Linked DNA regions of Mus musculus: region 2 is linked to region 1. Evidence: chromatin contacts called from public ChIA-PET data. All regions are on one chromosome and are shown on one strand. Each heading gives the region's core, a stretch centred on a gene start, on an enhancer-like site or on the middle of the called end of the contact. The rest is flanking DNA. Distances are from core to core; before and after follow the strand shown.

Region 1 (3,968 bases), core at 256-2,755:
ACAACAAAGACAGGCTCCTCCCCGCGAACTGGGGTCTTGATGTAAGTGTTGGTCTTCGCCCTCAAAGCTTTGATTTTACAACCTGGAAGCCAGGGTTCAAGGGAGGGAGTAGGAGAAATAGAGAAAGAGACACGCCCATTATCCCAGGATAACCGCGGAGACCCGGGACAGCCCGCGCCCAAGGCAGCTGGGCAGCAGAACACGCGACCAGAGAAAGGGGGCGTCTCCCTCGCTGACCCCGAACCGCGCTAGGAGCTGGACCGCCGGTTCTGTCCTCGAAACGCTCGAGGAATAAATAGCCCATTGGCTGCCTGGCCCTCCCCCGGTAACTGCAGTCGTCCCAAGCAAAGCGCAGAACCCCAGAAAAGTCATCTAGGGGGATGCTGCTGGTATCCAACTGAGCACACTGATTGCCTTGAAGACCAGGGGCTCCCGGGAAGCCGCGATCCCTAGACTCTGGAGGACTAGGGGTGGGGTTAAGAGAATGGCAGTCCTGGGACCCATTGTTCCTTCCCTGGACTCTATTCCATTCCGCTTTGCAGAAATCCCGAATCCTCATCCCTTCGGACGACCCCCCCCCATACTGCCCCCTCCCAAAGGACCACCAGAGGTCCCCTCCCCCAGTATATTATATTTTAAACATCTTTCCTAGAGTGGACTAAGTCTGGAGCACTAGAGGAAAAGGCAGTGATTTTAGCAGGAGAAAGTGCATCCCGCCGCGGCACTGGCGCCGCTGTGGAAGACAGCCTGCCTGCACTTTCTTTGTCTAGTGCGCCGGCCCATCGCGCGGCTCTTCCTCCCTCCCCAAGGCTCCCCCGCGCCACAGCTCCCGTTCCTGCACCCGCCCTCACAGTGAGGCGGTGGCGGAGATCCTACACACCCCTCCGGTCCCCATCCCTGCCGGACCCACCTTGCCTCCCTACGATCTCCGCGACGTGTTCGGAACTGGGTACCGGCACGCACTCGGTCATGTTCACGCTCTTCTTGCGCGGTTCGCTGTCGTACAAAGAGGCGCCCTCATCACTGTCCAGTCCCAACAGGGAGAGCTGATCGAGCGCAAGCTGCAGGGCTCTTTGGTCATCCAGAGTCTCTCCCCCGCCGCTGCCACCGCCGCCTCCCCCGCCGCCGCCTCCCCCGCCGCCGCCGCTGCCGTTGCGCTCCAGGTCTGCAAACAGCGAGCTGGGCATCGCTCCGCCGTGCGCGCCGCGCCCCAGCCGGCTCTCTGCTCGGCAGCTAGAAGGTGCAGCCACAAAGGCAGCCGGGAAGCCGGCAGTCAGGGGCGGGGAGGCCGGTCGGCTGCGGAGGGCTCCGTGGCTCGTTTTTCGGCGCTCGGAGGAGTGGGTCTCTGCGTGCAATCCGCACCGGGCAGTGGCTGCAAGAGCCCCCGCCTGGGTCCCCACCCCAGATCTGCTGGCGGTTGGGGTGGGGGCAGAGCTCGAGCGGCGGCCGCGCGTGCCCCCCGAGTGCCCGGCTGGCTGGCCACAATGCCGAGCGCAAAGCGAACAGGCGAGCGACAGCAGCGTTTCTTTAAGGAGCCCCTCCCCGGCTCCTCCACTCCCTCCCTCCCTCCCTCCCGCCCGCCCTCACTCAGCGCTTTTTCCTCCTCTCCTACCCGCCTCTTGACTGAGCCTCTGCAGCCAGACGGCTCCGGAGGGGGACGAGGGAGGCGCAACGTCACCGGCGGGAGCTGACACTACAATGCTACTGACACTATCGCTGGGGGAGGCGATTGGCGCGCGCCAGGCCGGGGGCGGGCGGAGGCCGGGGCTGAGAGAGCGGAGCCAGCGCCACCCCCATCGAGCTCGCCGCAGCCCGCCCCGGCCTCCTCCCGGCCGCGCCCCTCCCCCGCCGCCGCCGCGAACGCCTCTCTTTGTTGTCTAATGCGGGACCGGCTGGCTCGGGACATTTATATGTACCTATCAGCCGAGGACAACCACTGTCCTCAAGTCTCTTTCCTCTCCAGGTTGAGAAGAAAAGGCGCCCAACTGTGATGCCAGCCGCCAAGCTCCAAAGAGCGGTCCTTCTAAAGTCCCGTTACTGCCCCCAAATAAAGCATCCCTGGAGCCGACGCGACCACTAGGTGGACGGTATACTGTACAAGGTATCTGTACCACAGGGCGGCCCAACCCTGGGACGCGGAACCAAAGGCTCGAGATCCTGGGCCCCATTGGTATTGTGACTGCTGGGCGCGAGCTGCCCACCTGCGCGGGAGCGCACGCCACACAAAAGACACGCCCGCCCACACTGCCACTCGCGCGCGCGCTCACATTTCCGTCCCCTTGGGTAGCACTTTGCCCAAGTGGCCCTGAAAGAACGAATGCCAAAACCAGAAACCGGTTGCAGAAAGGGCCCGACCCGCACCGCTGCAGGTGACCTCTAGGGTCCCGCACATGCCTGGCGCGCGGACTGAGACCCCGCGGGCTCCCACACGCGCACGAGCGCCGCGCGCCCACTGCCGGGACGCCAGCCCTACACTGCCCGGGAACAGTGAGGGCGTGCGCGCCCGCCGCTCCCAGGCCCGCCCCTCCCTGCGGTCAGGCATGCGCAGTGCCTGAGAGGAGCCCAGAGCGCGCCGGCCCCGCCCTCCGCCCAGCCCGGCCCCGCCGGGAGGTGTGTGGTCGGGCCTGGCGCTCTTTGTGCGCTTCTCGGGTTGGGGGAGGCGGCGGAGGAAGGGTGCGACAGGACTAGCGGGCGGCCAAGGCGAACTGCGCCCCCTCCTGGCTTCTCCACCGATAGCCTCCGAGCGCAAGCGAAAAGAAAGGAGGTTTTGAGGGGCGGGCCGGGGCGGGGTTCGGGCCTCGGCGCATCTCCCTCCTGCGAGAGGAGGACGCCCCTTCCCTGCTCAAAGCGCATCCGCTTCTCCGTCCTTTGTTCCCGGAGCCCGCCTGTTTATCCGCGCCCCTGCGCCCTGCAGGCTAGTAGTCCAGGCTTTCCCTAATCCTGTTAAGGTCTGCCGGGAGAGACGCCTCCTGGTGATTCCGAGGCGACTTGTGTACACCGCAGACTGGTTTACTGGAGAACCCCTTCCCCGCTGGGGGCGACCCTGGGGACCTGGGGCAGATCTGAGGGACCCAGAAAAAAGGGATCACCCCGCACCTCGGCTTTTATCCACAATACCTCCCCTGCCCAATGCCTGGGTGGTTAAAAGTGACAATGGTTGGCAGTGCACTTGGGAGCGGACTGTTCTGCCAGCGCCTGCACTTCCAAGCGTGCGAAGGTGATCCCAAGCTCCAAACTCACCTGGAGCTGTCTCGGGGCAGAGGTGCTGATTATTTCCCTAGGGAAATGAGGCTGAGGTGCGGCTTTACTGTGGCTATTTCCTCAGGATGTTTACGTCAGCTTCCCCAAGCTGGCTGTGTTTTTCTTCAAAGAATCAGTTCTATAAGGGGCGGGAGTGGACGGGGTGGGGGTGGGGGTAAGAAAATGGTGGTGCAGAGAGAGTTCGCTGACCAGTAGAGAATTCCTGCTTATGAACTCGGAGTCAAATTGGTTTGTGAATGAGGAAGGAGTGCACTTGAGGACCCTAAACTAGGTACTGGAGCAAAAGCGCCCTGCCTAGAAAGAGTAATGAAAGAGCATTCATGACGGCAAGAAGCAAAAGAGAGCCTGGCCGCGAGGCCCCTGCCTGTCATCTGAGAGGGTGAGGGAGGGCAGGGATTTCAACCAATTCCAGGACAGCCTGGGCTATATAGTGAGTTTTGGACCAGTCTGGGTTACAACGTGATATCCTGATTTTTAAACGTTAACAAAAGAGGCAGTTCTGAAAAGCCCGTTTTCACCTTGCAAGCACAACATGTTAGCTTCCTTTTGGGGTCCACTGCTGTTCCTTTAAAACGAACACGAAACTGATTGTGTACGTGTAACTGGGATGGAGGGTCCCTCAGGAAACTTGCTGCAGGGAGCTTGCCCATAGATTTTTTGCAAGCCTGCCATAACTCTATTCCCCCTGGAACCTGCTTGTAATAAGA
Region 2 (3,722 bases), core at 1,060-3,559, 90 kb before region 1:
GTCAAGGTCTCTTTTAGAATTCTGTTCATCTTTTCTACCTGTCCTGAGCTTTGGAGCCTGTATGCACAATGTAACTTCTAACCAATCTCTAATATCTTGGCCAGTCCCTGACTTGTCTGGGTATCCCAAACCTGGGGAAGATTTCTTCTAGTATCTTCTTGGCCATCACATTGGCTGTCTCAGTCCTGGTTGGAAAAGCTTCTACCCAGCCTGAAAAGGTGTCTATTTCTAACCCTAAGTACTTGTTGCCATATCTAGCTGGCTTAATTTCTGTAAATTCTACCTCCCAGTAGACCTCCAACCAGTTGCCCCTGAGCCTCTTCTCAGGAGTATACACGAAGTGTCCTGTATTAGTTATAGCACAGGCCTTGCAGCTTTGACTATTTCTTCTGCCAAGTCAGAGAGTCCTGTAACATAGAAGTCAAAGGACCTAGCCACACCTTTTAATTTCTTGGCCCCCAGGTGGGTCAAGTAATGTCCATAACTTGATAGTGCTCAGGGGTGTGTCTAAAGCTGGTCTCTCTGACATCATAATAATCTTTAGGTCCTCGACTGCCAGGATCATTGTTCCTTGGGCCGCCTGTTTGGCAGTTAGATCTGCCATCTGATTTCCTTTAGCCACAGCATCTTAGGTCCTTCTCTGCAGATGTCAACAGCCCTCTTTGTCTGTATATTTCTCCGTACAGTGGCAAAAGCATATCTGCTATCAGTGTAGACTTTTCTTTTGCCATTTATAGAGCTTATATCAAAGTCACAAGTTCAGCTTTTTGGGCCGACGTCCCTTCAGGGAGGCTGCTGGCCTAGATCACTTGCTTTCTGTCCACCACTATACTGCTGTCCCCCGCCTTCCACTTACCTTCAACCACGAAGCTACTGCCATCCCTGTACCAGCTCAAACTCTCAGGCCAAGGCTGATCTGATCCTTCAGATAGTTTCGAGTACCAGTTTCTTCTGCCAGAACGTCAGCACAGTGATGAGTAGGTGAAGTCTCAGGCAGTAGGGTAGCGAGATTGAGGACAGCAGGTGGAGCGAAGGTCACTCGTTCAGTCAACAAAAAAGCTCTGATAATGTGTCACAGGAGCGTTGGTCATCATCCATCAGTCAGGGGGCTTTTAGATAATGTTTTCAAGAGTGTGGGGTGCCACTACAGTTTTTTGCTGTCCCAGAGTGAGCTTATCAGCATCTTTGACAAGCAGAGCTATGGCAGCAATCGATTTCAGGCAAGAAACCACCCGCTGGCAATAGGGTCTAACTTCTTGGATAGGTAAGCCACTGGACTTTTTAAAAGCTTTCTGGTGATCTGGGGTCCACACAAACACCTCTTCTTCCTTGGTCAGAGGGTACAAAGGGGTAGCTAAGGTCGCCAACCTAGGTATCCAGAGCCTGCAGAAACCAGGGGTGCCCAAAAATTTTCTTACTTGCCTTGGTGTAGTTACAGTCTTTTTCTGGCTTCTTTTAGCCACTGTTTCCCACCTCGAAGGGTGTATCTCAAATAAGTAACTTCAGTCTGACACAGCTGAGCCCTTTTAGCTTCTGTTGCCCAGGTTTCTAGGTCCTGTCTTTTTCTTTCTCTCCTACCACTGTGGCCAAGATTCCAGTCAATTTTTTCTCTTGTCTACGATCCCTCCTGTCCTCTTTCTTCTGCCTCTCGCCTCTCTCTCTCTCTCTCTCTCTCTCTCTCTTTCTCTCTCTCGTAATACACCTTCTCTGCCTCTTACTTACTGGTTCTACTCTAAATATTTCTCATTTGGGGTATCTCTCTCATCTCAGACCTCTCTAATCTCCTTCATCTCTTATTTTACTTCTCCTCACTGTTAATTTCTCTATCAGAGCCTGGTGGTTAGACTTGTGGTGCTCCCCACCTGGATGGGCGGATGTCTCCCTCACTGGTTAGCAGCTTAGGGTGGGGCCACCCTAGAAGAGAAAACACGTGGGCAGGGAAGGGAGCGCAGCTCTCACAGCTGGCTGCACTGGGCCATTGACATCTCAAAATGAAAGCATTTTTTCTGTTAACAAGAGGCACTCTGGTCAAAACCTGAAGACGGGCAGGTGGGATGTAAGGGAAAGGGGAATGAGAAGCAGCCAGGGAACTCGAAGCACTCTTGGCCGGCCACTTCCACAGTGTCCTCCTCTTCTTCTCGTCCTTCCATCTTGCAGAGGCAGGGCCTGGGTTCAGGGGTGGGGGAGGTCTACTCACAGCACGGGCTCTTGGGAGCGGGAGGAACCAGCATGCCCCCAGAGGGGGGCAGACACTCGGGAGGTGGGGAAGGCAGCGGAGGCGGTGACTCTAGTCGGCCCCTCCCCAGCTGCGGCATCCACTGCGCCCACACTGGAAGTCCCCAGTCCAGCCTTGCAGCTGCATCCCAGAGCTTCTCCAAGCAGTCAGGGGTGCTCGGAGTGGCCCGACCTCGGGAAAACAGCGCCAAGTTGTTTTTCTTAACTATCACTGATAAATTCTGTCCTAATGTCAGTCCAAGTCCACAGTCGGCACCACACACACAGTCTGTCCCATGACGAAAACCACAAACATAAACAAGACAGCAACAGAGAAAAAATAAACACCAGTATCTAAGCACACTCATTCCTCACTCTGCCAGATGACAGTCACACCTTTCTGACTGTCCCTCACCCTTAGAACGTCTTCCAGGGGTCGCAGCTTGCAGGGCCTTCTGGATGTCTCCTCTCCTGTGGCTACTGGGCCCTTACAGTCCACAGTGGCAGCTGCCAGAATACAGAATACCAGAACTGGGGACAAGCAGAACTCGAACCCACAATCCCAGAACTGTAAAACCAATACACGAGGTGGGACTCGAACCCACAATTTCACAACTGAAAAACCAAGACACAAATTCACAATCTCAGAACTGAAAAACCAAGACACAAATTCACAATCTCAGAACTGAAAAACCAAGACACAAATTCACAATCTCAGAACTGAAAAACCAAGACACAAATTCAGCGGTGCCACACTTAGACAACAGACAACATGTAAGATGCACACAAACAAACGTACCTCCAAGGGCTCTTTCAGGTTCCTGGGTGTCATGCAGATCTCGGTGGGACCTCCAAATGAAAGAACCTAGTGGGGAAACCCCCACTCTGTTCCCGATTCGGCGTGCACCCAAGAATCATGAACAAACAGACCGTCTTGATGTAAAAACATGAGGTAGTTTAATGGTGGAGCTCCGGGTAGAAACATATCTCATGCAGGAGACAGTGGTTTCGACCACGAGGCTTGGAAGCTAGGGGTTTTTATAGAAAAGGGGCTGGGGCTGGGGGAGGAATTGGCACTGTTTCACATGATTGGTTCATTTAAACATCAGCAGACTGTACATTCAGGTAACATTTAACTTAGGTCAGAAGGGCGGGAGATAGGGAGGTGCCGGCCAGTTTGGACATGTCATTCTCTTTATCTTTATGGCCAAGCAGCCTCAGGAATGTCTTAACGACGGGCCTGCCTGGGCATGGCCTGGCCTGTTCTGCTATGTTCTCAGCCCCAGGTTTCAAAGCTCACAAACAACACTTTGGGCTATTTGACCTAAGTTACATGAATCACAGGTCTCAAGTTTTATTTTCTTCCAGCTCCATCTTGTCCTCCTCAATGCCTCTCCTCTTCTGTCCCAGCATGTCCTTCTAAACCTTCCTGATTCCAAGCACCAATAACCTCACAGTGTTGAAGCTGCCTAACTTGGAGGTCTTCTGCCAAGTGAATTTTCTATTAT

Evidence for each region. ChIA-PET counts read pairs in DNA pulled down with a chosen protein or histone mark.
Region 2: a contact with region 1 is called in an RNA polymerase II ChIA-PET map of memory CD8 T cells, with 26 read pairs. The contact joins the enhancer-like site here to the promoter of Mex3b in region 1. A contact is called at or near these places in 1 of 39 promoter capture datasets (hippocampal neurons), 5 of 484 Hi-C or Micro-C datasets (adipose-derived mesenchymal stem cells, double positive thymocytes, embryonic stem cells and 1 more) and 8 of 115 datasets of contacts at active chromatin or transcription factors (CD8 T cells, embryonic limb bud, embryonic stem cells and 1 more).

What each region holds. Positions count from the first base shown.
Region 1 is chr7:82,864,870-82,868,837 of GRCm38.p6, reverse strand. Mex3b (mex3 RNA binding family member B) reads right to left here and starts at 1,505. Exons shown (of 2, transcript NM_175366.3): 1 at 911-1,505; 2 at 1-82. The coding sequence starts at 1,187. It overlaps Gm36584 (a long non-coding RNA gene), which reads left to right and starts at 1,542. Exons shown (of 5, transcript XR_003946820.1): 1 at 1,542-3,296.
Region 2 is chr7:82,955,993-82,959,714 of GRCm38.p6, reverse strand. The region is part of intron 1 of 4933430H16Rik (RIKEN cDNA 4933430H16 gene); the gene reads left to right. Among named protein-coding and RNA genes, the nearest start is that of Gm45992, 12 kb to the right of the region's middle. Within about 2 kb of position 2,309, at least 33 of the 459 cell types and tissues checked have an H3K27ac peak or open chromatin away from gene starts, as enhancers often do. A contact at or near this core is called in CD8 T cells, double positive thymocytes and memory CD8 T cells, where this site is marked.